2 separate regions of the Anas platyrhynchos genome follow, and region 1 is linked to region 2. The links are chromatin contacts, called in public Hi-C maps. All regions are on one chromosome and are shown on one strand. Each heading gives the region's core, a stretch centred on a gene start, on an enhancer-like site or on the middle of the called end of the contact. The rest is flanking DNA. Distances are from core to core; before and after follow the strand shown.

What was found. A called contact is a pair of places that touch in the nucleus more often than the background predicts.
Region 1: a Hi-C map of subcutaneous adipose tissue shows a contact between it and region 2, with 1.8 times the contacts expected there. The contact joins two enhancer-like sites. A contact is called at or near these places in 2 of 8 Hi-C or Micro-C datasets (liver and subcutaneous adipose tissue).

The regions. Positions count from the first base shown.
Region 1 is chr5:66,529,555-66,535,048 of IASCAAS_PekinDuck_T2T, forward strand. BMAL1 (basic helix-loop-helix ARNT like 1) reads left to right here. Exons shown (of 20, transcript XM_072039451.1): 17 at 1-26; 18 at 849-942; 19 at 2,567-2,669; 20 at 3,168-3,860. The coding sequence ends at 3,328. It overlaps BTBD10 (BTB domain containing 10), which reads right to left. Exons shown (of 9, transcript XM_027462245.3): 9 at 4,203-5,312. The coding sequence ends at 5,002. Among named protein-coding and RNA genes, the nearest start is that of BTBD10, 31 kb to the right of the region's middle. Within about 2 kb of position 1,272, at least 1 of the 8 cell types and tissues checked has an H3K27ac peak or open chromatin away from gene starts, as enhancers often do. A contact at or near this core is called in subcutaneous adipose tissue, where this site is marked.
Region 2 is chr5:66,354,993-66,360,800 of IASCAAS_PekinDuck_T2T, forward strand. No RefSeq gene overlaps it. Among named protein-coding and RNA genes, the nearest start is that of RASSF10, 15 kb to the right of the region's middle. Within about 2 kb of position 1,604, at least 4 of the 8 cell types and tissues checked have an H3K27ac peak or open chromatin away from gene starts, as enhancers often do. A contact at or near this core is called in subcutaneous adipose tissue, where this site is marked.

The sequences.
Region 1 (5,494 bases), core at 22-2,521, 170 kb after region 2:
GCTGAAGAGATCATGGAGATTCACAGGTGAGAGAAAATGGTATGAAGAAAGAAGAAAATCAGCAGTGTTCTTTAAAAGGAAGTAAGGAGGTTTTTCTTCAAACTAAATACATAATGATACAATTGCATTGTATAAGTAGACATCTACAGCTACCTATACAGAATATCTGAGGCTGTTTTCATTTTATTTCAAGACACCTGGTTATTTCTAGTCCTTTGGCAGCTGTTAACTATTTTCAAAGCTGCATTCTGTTCAGCTTTCCCAGGGGAACTCTGCCAAGGATAAAATTCCCAAGTCTAATTGCTTTTCTTTGTAATTATCCCACCTTCATTTAGTCTGGGAATTTGTCAGTTCTATAATGAATACATTATTTATTAATAAAAATATATATACATATATTAACTATTTCATATGTCCAGCATACTTCTGTAGCAGTAGCCCATTTAACGAGTCTAGGGCAGTGGAACTGAGCTCACGTTCTTAACTGATAGAAACTGAAGTGTAACACACAAAAATTAGGTTTTCCTCAGTATCCAACACCTTTCTCTTGTTCCATCTCTGTGAAGGCTGTACAGGAACAAGTAAGGGAGAAGGAAGGTAGCATGAGAAACAGCTTAAGTTTGTAGACTGCGCAAGCTGGGCCACTTATCCACAGGCTTTATCTAGCTGCAAATAAAAATTTACTGCTGCTGATTTGAATAATGTTGAAAATTGAGGAAACTAAAAATGAAGTGCATGCTTTTAAACACTGTATGCCTGATATTAAGATTGGCGTTTGAAACTCTGAGTCTCTGGAACCTAAGTCTCAAAGCCCCTGGTAGATTCATTCCGTGTTACCCATACAATAGGATAAGAGGATCATCACCGTCTAGCTGTGGTTCAAGTCCACTGAACATTACCAGCACACCACCACCTGATACATCCTCCCCAGGAAACAAGAAGGTAAGAACAATCTGTACAGTCTTGTAGCAGTAGTGACACACAAATCGTGTTATAGAATTACGGTGTTGAACTTTTAACTGCTTGGCTGAAAAGTTTGACAGCAGGTCAAAGTATTCTTGGAGAGGGTGGGAGGAAAATCCTGTTACAGTAGTCTGTAAAGTGCAGAGACCAACAGTTCTTAAGCACTGACAGCTTTGGAAATCCACATGCTCTTTACTTTTTAAAAAAACAAACAAAAACCAAACGAACAAAAAGAACAACACAGCTGTAGGGAAACAGCTTTCTTCATGTCTCTTGATCCTCCACTCTTTCACACCACATACCGGTGAACACTGGAATTGCTATCATTTGAGCACTGATGATGCTCAAATGAATTTCAAGTTATACTGTACTGCTGTAGCACAAAATATGACAATTAGATACTTCACTGTGTACTGACATTTTATTTTTAAATCAATTCTATGTATCGTGCCGCCTTCTAAGATCACTTAAGTAGCGTTCAAATACCATTGCTAACACTTAACCTCCAAAGCACTTGTACTGTCTGCATTTAAGTCATCTAGTAAATTGCTACTTATAGATGCCATATTCAAAGCTGGAAGAGCACTTATCAAAAGCTTTATTCTGTGCATTCACACACTGCTTCAGATTTAACTTTTTTTTTCCCAGAAATTGTGATGACTATACATAAGAATTGCTTGACTGGAGCATATAATCAACACTAAATATTTCCATTTCTGGCCTTGTACTTGAAAATAAAACTTGAAGTTGGAACAAACTGAGTTGTAGTTCTAGGAACAATCATTCATGCTCCTTCTGCCCAAGAATAAGTCACCATCACGTATAGCAGGCTACTGCAACGTAATGGAATAATGGAAAATACACGTAGATATATGGTATTTCTTATAGCATACTCCCTCAATATTTTGCCTTACAATACTTAGTTTGCTATAAAGAACACACATTCCAGATGATTCTGCCCTCAGAAGGAAGCTCAAAACTACACCCTTTCTAGTATGTGCCTATCCAGGCAGTTCAAAACTACAGTTCAAGTATTCCTTTACTATTTATTTAAAAAGCCCAGAGAAGGCATTTCCGCCTGGTGTGAGCTCTGGTGTACGCGGTAGTGCTGTGCTGCTCTGTACCAAAAAAAATTAAGACTTAAAATCTGGGAGCAATATTCAGCTCATGCAGTCTCCCTCTACCTAGGAGGTTTGTACTCTTAAAACTGAGAATCTTAATTGGCAATACTTTACATGCACTGTATTTGTAAATTCAAAAACATTCTGTAGTTAGCTGTGATTACTCTTACTTGTAGATGGAATATTTACAATGATAATGCCCAGAAATCCTTTCAGGACTTTTTCTGGCAATTTTTCAGAAGTTTAGCATGTAGTGCTGACTTCCCCCCACCAGAAAGAAACAGATCTACTGTCTGATAAGTTTGTAGACAAGACAGAGGAAGGTAGTTCCTAGTTTACAATTAGTCTGATTAGCCTTTAGGTGCTAGTTGTTTTCTTTTTTCTTTCAGGAAATCCATCCTTCCGATATTAAAAATCCTAATCTAAAACAGTTGGGACTTAATGCAACATTTCATGCTGTTTTATGGTTTCTGTTTTCTCAGATCCTGAATGGTGGCACTCCAGACATTTCTTCAGCCGGGTTACTATCTGGGCAAATCCAAGACAGCTCTGGTTACCCATATTCTGACAACTCCTCTATTCTTGGTAAGTGAAGTCATACACAAATGCACCCAAGTATCAGCTAACTACACAGACAACTGTAACAACATGATGGCTGTTAGAGATGGCCTGTTTTTTACCAGCTGCGGTATATACCCTACCACTTTGTTCACCTTAAGGGGGTAGCTACAAGGAGTATCCTGGCACTGTGCTTTGCTAGCTTACTTTGTATTATCATTTTTGAAGCAGCAGTTGGATACCTTTCTTTTCTTGCTGACCTGGTATGAATTAGCTGAATGCCTGACCTGCTTTTTGTGAGCACTTTTACATAACTAGAGATGAGAAGGAAGGCTCACGGACCTGAGAAGTGCTCTGGCATGCGGGTGTCAGTTGTATCCCTGAAACTCTGCTTATCAAACATGTTAATACTCCCCACATAGTTGAGCCTGGTCAGGTATCGTACTTCAAGTCATATGGCAAGTGACTATAGCAAGTGCACACAAAAAAACAACTTTTGACAACTTACTGCCTTTATATTTACAGGGGAGAACTCGCATATAGGCATTGACATGATTGACAACGATCAAGGATCAAGCAGCCCTAGCAATGATGAAGCAGCAATGGCAGTAATCATGAGCCTTCTTGAAGCAGATGCAGGTCTTGGTGGCCCTGTGGATTTTAGTGATTTGCCATGGCCCTTGTAAGTGGTGCACCTTGCTTCAACATCCAAATATCAAAGTGCATTTATTGGTGGAGTTCTACAGTCTGTGAAGCTTGTTGGATTGAGAAGCTTTTATGTATGAATTTCATAAAAGCCATATCAGAATGCAATTCATTCTACCACATGTAACTTCAGACAAAGTGGAATAACCCGCTACAGTGTTGTGTTGATTTGGTTAGCTGTGTATAGCTTGCAATACCTGTATATTTTGGATTATGTTGTTTGATTTTTTTTTAAATCACTGTGCAACTCACTGGGATGAGTGGTAGCTTTTATATGCAAATGACCATTTCAGATGTATGGTGTGTTTTTACACTGCAAAACAGTCCCCATGTGGATATTTCTTATACTAATTGTACCATAAAGCTGTTTATTCTTTCTTGTAAGAATCCTTTACTATAAATATTGTTGAAGTGTAACGTATTAGACAGTTCAATATTTTTAAAATAAATGTTTCCCTTGTTCTAAGATGGAGCATTTACTTTGATAAATAAATTTGATAGAACCCTGCTGAAGATGGATGCTAGCAGCAGTTGCCTATTTATCAATTCTTTAGCTTTGGAGGAAAAAGGTAAGAAAAACAATGCCTTACATGCACTTACAGCATTTGTCACTATGATAAATTTTACAGAGAAGCTATTACTTGTCAATTACTATTTCAACCAAGAGAAAAACTTAAAAGAATAAGGTGAATTAAGACAGTCTGATAGTGCAACAGATTTCTTTTTAATTTTAGGTAATACCTGTTTTTCACTAAGGTGGTTAATATTAAGTGATCTCCAACCACCCTGAGGGAAAAAAAGCACTTTCAAAACTCATCTGTATACATAATCTCATTCACAGATAATTCAAACCCATTAAAATAATGGAAATTTTATTTGCATGAAAAACTTGTTTACAATCATCAATAAATGAAGAATGAACCATTTGCATTTTCCTATTTCATGACACTTACGAAAAATTTAGTAAATAAATATTTGTGAACATATTAAGGTAAGGCAAAATTTAAGATAAAGCCCCTATCCCTCGTTCACAGCTTTTGAACATGGCTCACACTGCAAATAAGTGAAAAAAATTCACTGAAGAACAAGATGTTACATGGGTAATTGAATCATGTCCTCAATCCAAAAACCCAATGGTAAGTAGTTTTGTGCTCAGCCATATACAATAACTTTAAAAGGGTCAACCTATTCAGAGCAAAACTATTTACAATTAATACTTTTGATAGAAGCACTTTGTTAGTATTGTGCAATACTTTTATAAAAATGGCTTGAAATTCCATTTATCAACCATTTGTAAAGTGCTACTATCAATTCCAATTCTGCATGCTAACCCCAGTGTAACAATACTGAAGTACACTAGCCACCAGTATCCCATTGTTTTCAATGGGCTTAAGAGTGAGGACAGTCCAGTGTACAAATAACCAATGTCACAAACCTACTGGTAAACAAATACATGTATGTAACTGTAACTCCTGGATGTTTTAATCTGTACTCTCTCAAAATAATCAGATACTCCCCCTGGACTTCTAAAAGGTCCATACTGCAATATCCTAAACACTGTTACACAATGGAGAAAACTGGAATTGCAGTGTAATATGAATTGAGTACAGAGTCACTTTAAAGTAGCATGCTTTTGTTTTCATAACAGTCTAGATCAGAGGAGGGGGTTTTGTCCTTCAGTATCCATCTCACTGTTACTAGGTGGAGGATGAATAGGCAGAATATCCAACTCATCTACTTGGGGGGTAGGATGCATTACCACAAGCTGGTCCTGGGGTATATCTGCTGCTGCTGCTGCTAAATTTGTGATAGATTTGCTTTTCACACACTGAAAGTCAACATGCCGACTCTTTCCTTCCTCCTTCTCCCATGACATCCGTATAAATGGCCTTTGGACATAGTTGTAAATCACCTCTGGCCTTCCACCTGGTCGCTTTTTCACTTTCTCTTTGTATGTAGGGTAACCTATGATACAGAGTACAGCGTAAGTTAATATTTCCTGTACTGTCTGGTTCGGGGTTTTCTTTCACACTCACAAAAAGCAGTATGTGGAAACAATGAAAGTTAGCAGTTCTTACTATCAGCATCCTGCATGGAAACATTCAATTGTGTTGTTCTTAATGTTATCTAAGCAGGGACAACATAGA
Region 2 (5,808 bases), core at 354-2,853:
TTTCATTTCATTACCAGTAAAATTTATGCAAGTCTATCTACTGCCAGCGTGTGGTGTGTTGTGGTGCTGTGAGAACCTGTGGCTGATTTGCTGTGTGTGGGAAGACCTCAGTGCTGAGATCTGGCAGGGCTGGGCTCATGTTTTGCAGCACCTACTTTGATCTTTCTGTGATTAAAATATCACACCTAATGCTGCATGGACCTAGTAGTTTATCTTGCATGACAAGACTTTTGCTCTATAATGGGATTCAAAATGTTGTAAGAACACTATTATTACCAGCAAAAGCTAGTTATAATTCCTACTGAAATAAATTATCTATGTCTTGTTGAAGAAGTTCTCCCTTTTCTGGAGCATAGGCTTGGAGGCAAGGTGCTATTCAAGTCTTATTTAAGTCTTCAATGATCATTTTAAATGAGATTTCAGTGGTGTTTGGATGCTGCATATGTGAATTTCACCTGGGGAGTATTCATGACATGGATGCAAGACAACCTTACAGCTCTTCTGCTCGGGAGGTTTTCACTAATTATTTCTAGTGCACTTTTAATGTTACTTCTTGAAACGCAGTTCTCAACATTTACCTCTTTGAGCTCAGATCAAAACAGACTGCAGACTGCGCCTTCTCAGTTAATTGTTAGCTTACACAACTACCACCTGCAGAGGGGAGATGCTGCGGGTTGTGCTTTCCAGCAGAGACCCCCTGAAGGACAGAGCGGAGCCTCCCCCTACCGCAGTGCTCTCCGGAGGGTCTGGACCCTGGCACGCCGGGATGAGGAGCCTGCTAACCGGCTCCCCGAGCTCGGCCGCCACCCCGCGGCACACGGCGGGGTCGCCCCTCCCAAGCCCAGCAGCTGACTTTGTGCTTTCCTCTGGCGCTGAAAACCGAGCCGAGGACCCAGCGTCCCAAGCAGACTCGGGCAAGCGGAAAAGTTCGCGGGGGGAAGAACGTCACGTCAGGAAGCGTTTTATTCCGCTGGTTGCGGAACAGCCCGTGCTTGCCGTGCCTGTCTGCGGGGTGCCAAGAAAGCCACCTGCGCCTCGTTGCCTGCGAGAACACCCGGGACAAACCCTGAGGAGAGCGCGGCGCGGCGCCCGCGCCAACGGCCGTCCGTAATGGTCGGCATCGCGCGCCACCAGGGGGCGGCAGAGACCGGACGGGAGGGGCGCGACGCGAGGGGAAGCGGCGGAGGAAAGCGCGTCTGCAGGGAGGGCAGCTCCCTCAGAGCTCCGCGGGAGCGCGGGGATAGAGCACTGACTGGTTTTAACCCATAATAAGCCGACAAGAAAGATATCAAGAGAAGCTCAGCAGGAGTGTTGGTGTGCTGAAGAGGAGGAGCTCTGTGCAGAGCACAGTAGTGTGGGAAGAAAGTGCCAGGTCAAACAGGGCAAGGAAGGAAGGGGGAAATCTTTCCCCCTGCTCCCTGTAGCTCTGTTGGGAAGTCAAAGGAGATCCCAGTACTTCACTCTGCACCTGAATCTTGGCCCAAGCAGTAGTCCACATTAGAGGGAACACCAAAAGACTCACAGATTACTTCTGCACAGAACAGGGCAGTAATAGAGTCTGTGAAACAAGGAAAGCAGCAGGGGGCTCTTCAGTACAGGAGGGAGGACTGGTGTCTGCATTGCCACACACTATCATTAGACATAGGCTAGGGCAAATGCAAACAGGTCAAATAGGTCAAGCAAAAGCAGTTAAATAACAGTGCATACACACTGCTCAGCAAAAGACTGTAGTTTGAACTCCCAAGAAGTAGCAATGCTATTAGCAATCTCTTTTTCTCCTCCTCACCCACCCCCTTTTTTTTTTTTTCTCCTTTGTGGGCTCTTCACTTTTCTCTTACCAAAATCACGGAAACGGGGTCACAGCGTGGCTGAACAGATAGCAAACTGTTTACTGCCTGGCTCTTCCACATGCAACTCTTCTAAGCCCCATCACATTGCTCGTGTTACAGCCAGATTTCTGACTTCAGTTCCCCCTGCTGTATTGTGAGACAAGCCCAAAGTGGAGCATGCTGCTAAGTACAGGCAGATAAGGGAAGCAGAGGGAGTTTCTCAGAACAGAAAAGTAAGGCTAAATAGCAAACACTTGATTACGATTGCTCCCTGCTGTTGTATCTCAAGATAGGTTTCCACTAGCTTAAGGAAACTAAAAGGGAATCAAACTTTACAGTGCTTTAAGATTGACTGTGGTCCTGCAAATTTATACTGCACAGAGCAAATGAGGTTCTGGGAAGTACTGAGTATGAGTAAAGTCTTATCTCAAAGCTAGGACTACCTGGAAAGTTCTCAGGCACTTCATCCCTAAAAACACACCAAATGAGCACAGAAGACCAGGGTTTCAGATACCAGCCTGGAATTATTTGGTTTGCAACAAATATCAGCTCAACAGACACTGACTTGAGACTTTGGAGAGCAAAGCAGCAGAGTCATCACAAAAGAAGGTATTCCATTCTTGCTCCAAGCATGACACACATTTCTTCCATTTACCTCCTCTACTTTAAAAGCAGAGGGATGCAAGTATATTGTTTTAAAGTGTACAGAAGCACCATGCTATCCTCACACCTAAGATACTTTCAAAAACAAGGCACACATGATGGGTGTTCATACCAACAGCAGACGGCACTGAGTTGATGACAAAAATAGAAATCCAAAAAGAAAGAAAGAAAAAAAAAAGGCCTATTCTGTTGTGCTTGAAAACCCAGTATTACTAGCCAACGTGGCAGGAACAAGATATTTACTCTATCCACTATAGTTTTCAACACCTGTTTGGATGAGGAAGGGAAAGGAAGGAGAGCTGGTAAGCCATCCCTGAGCCAAAGTATCACTGCTAGAATCTTTTAAAAAAGTAGCAGTTTGTTTTACGATTTGTAATACCTGGAATTTTGTCCATTTGCAGTAGATATTCAAGAAGGACATGGAGGTGCTCGAGCAAGTCCAGAGAAGGGCAACAAAGCTGGTGAGGGGCCTGGAGAACAAGTCTTACAAGGAGCAGCTGAAGGAGCTGGGATTGTTCAGCCTGGAGAAAAGGAGGCTCAGGGGCGACCTTATTGCACTCTACAGGTACCTTAAAGGAGGCACATACAAGAGCCTTTCTTCTTCATTCTTTCTTTTCCCTTTTTAAAGAACAATATATATATATCTTTAGCAAGGAGAAACCTTTTCTGCTCCCAAGGCAAACTTTGAAAGAAAAATAACTGTTATACGCATATATCCTATTATTTGTTAACAGGTTTCACACAAGTAACTTGCTCAAATCACTTTGAAAACATTTCCTTTAATATAGGAACACAGGAGATAGATTAAAAGAAAAGATAGATTAAAAGCTTGCAAGTCTCTTACTGAGTGCCAGAGGCTCTGGAACACTGAACTCAGCATTTTGTAAAACAATCTCCCTTCAAAAGAATTTTCTACTGTACTGATTGGAAAGGAAAAGAGAGGAAGAAGCCAAGTAATGCTACTGATAATTCATAGAATCATAGAATCATAGAATATCCTGAGGGAATATCCTAAGGGAAGGGACCCTTAAGGATCATCAAGTCCAACTCTTGACACCGCACAGGTCTACCCAAAAGTTCAGACCATGTGACTAAGTGCACAGTCCAATCTCTTCTTAAATTCAGACAGACTCGGTGCAGTGACCACTTCCCTGGGGAGCCTGTTCCAGTGTGCAACCACCCTCTCTGTGAAGAACCCCCTCCTGATGTCAAGCCTAAATTTCCCCTGCCTCAGCTTAACCCCGTTCCCGCGGGTCCTGTCGCTGGTGTTAATGGAGAAAAGGTCTCCTGCCTCTCGACACCCCCTTACGAGGAAGTTGTAGACTGCGATGAGGTCTCCCCTCAGCCTCCTCTTCTCCAGGCTGAACAGGCCCAGTGCCCTCAGCCGTTCCTCGTACGTCTTCCCTTCCAGGCCTTTCACCATCTTCGTAGCCCTCCTCTGGACACTCTCCAACAGTTTCATGTCCTTTTTATACTGTGGTGCCCAGAACTGCACACAGTACTCGAGGTGAGGCCGCACCAGTGCAGAGTAGAGCGGGACAATCACCTCCCTTGACCTACTAGCGATGCCGTGCTTGATGTACCCCAGGACGGTTGGCCCTCCTGGCTGCCAGGGCACACTGCTGGCTCATATTCAACTTGCTGTCTACCACAACCCCCAGATCCCTCTCTTCTAGGCTGCTCTCCAGCATCTCATCGCCCAGTCTGTACGTGCAGCCAGGGTTTCCCCGTCCCAGGTGCAGGACCCGGCACTTGCTCTTATTGAACTTCATGCGGTTGGTGATCGCCCATTTCTCCAACCTATCCAGATCCCTCTGCAAGGCCTTTCCACCCTCATTCGAGTCCACAACTCCTCCAAGTTTGGTATCATCAGCAAACTTGCTCAAAATACCTTCTATTCCTACATCCAGATCGTTTATAAAAATATTGAAAAGTACCGGCCCTAAAATGGAGCCTTGAGGGACCCCACTGGTGACCACCCGCCAGCCTGACGCAGCCCCATTTACCATAACCCTTTGGGCCCTGCCCGTTAGCCAATTGCTCACCCATCGTATGATGTTTTTATTTAGCTGTATGGTGGACATTTTGTCCAGTAGGATCCTATGGGAAACCGTGTCAAAAGCCTTGCTGAAGTCCAAAAAAATCACATCAGCTGGTTTCCCTTGGTCCACCATACGGGTGATCTTATCATAAAAGGAAATCAGGTTAGTTAGGCAGGAGAAATCAGGTTAGTTAGGCAGGAAGTCAGTTCCATTAAACATCTGTATTCATCCTGCATCCTGCTCACGTCACTCTCTGCTCATCAAACAAACTCAGGGTTCAAACACAGCCAGCCACACCTGGCTGCCTGCTGGACAACTGCAGTGCATCATCTATGGAAGATGCTACAGTATCATGGAAATAGGCCACCAAATGGTAACAAATCCCAAAGGAAGAGTTGCAGGAGTTACTGCCTCATCATCTGCTGGTCCTCAGCAGCTTGTCACAGCTAGCAGAGGTGCAGTGAGGGGACCAGTAGGCTCCCGGCTTCAGGGCACAAAGCTGACTCCAGTCTTCAAGAAGGGCAAGAAAGAGGATCTTGGAAAACTACAGGCCAGTCAGTCTCATCTCTGTCCCTGGAAAGGTGTTGGAACAGCTTGTTCTGGATGCCATCTCCAAGCAATTGGAAGAGAATAAGGTTATGAGGAGTAGTCAGTATGGATTCACCAAGGGGAAATCGTGCTTGACCAACCTCGTTGCCTTCTGTGATGGCATCACCAGTTGGGTAGATGGGGGGAGAGCAGCGGATGTCATCTACCTTGACCTCAGCAAGGCTTTCAATACTGTCTTCCATGACATCCTGCTAGCAAAGCTGAGAAAGTGTGGGATAGATGAGTGGACAGTAAAGTGGATTGATAACTGGCTGACTGGCCAAGCTCAGATGGTGGTGATCGGAGGAGCAGAGTCTGGCTGGAGGCCTGTGACTAGCGGTGTTCCCCAGGGGTCGGTGCTGGATCTGGTCCTGTTCAACATCTTCATCGACAACCTTGATGAGGGAATAGTGTCCACCCCCAGCAAGTATGCCGATGACACAAAGCTGGGAGGCGTGACAAAGTAACACGCTTGGTGGATGAGGGAAAGGCTGTGGATGTGGTCTACCTTGACTTCAGTAAGGCTTTCGACACCGTTTCCCACATCATTCTCCTCAAGAAACTGGCTGTTCTTGGCTTGGACTGGCGTACGCTTCATTGGGTTAGAATCTAGCTGGGTAGTCAGGCCCAAAGAGTTGTGGTGAAAGGAGTTAAATCCAGTTTGAGGCCGGTCACTAGCGGAGTCC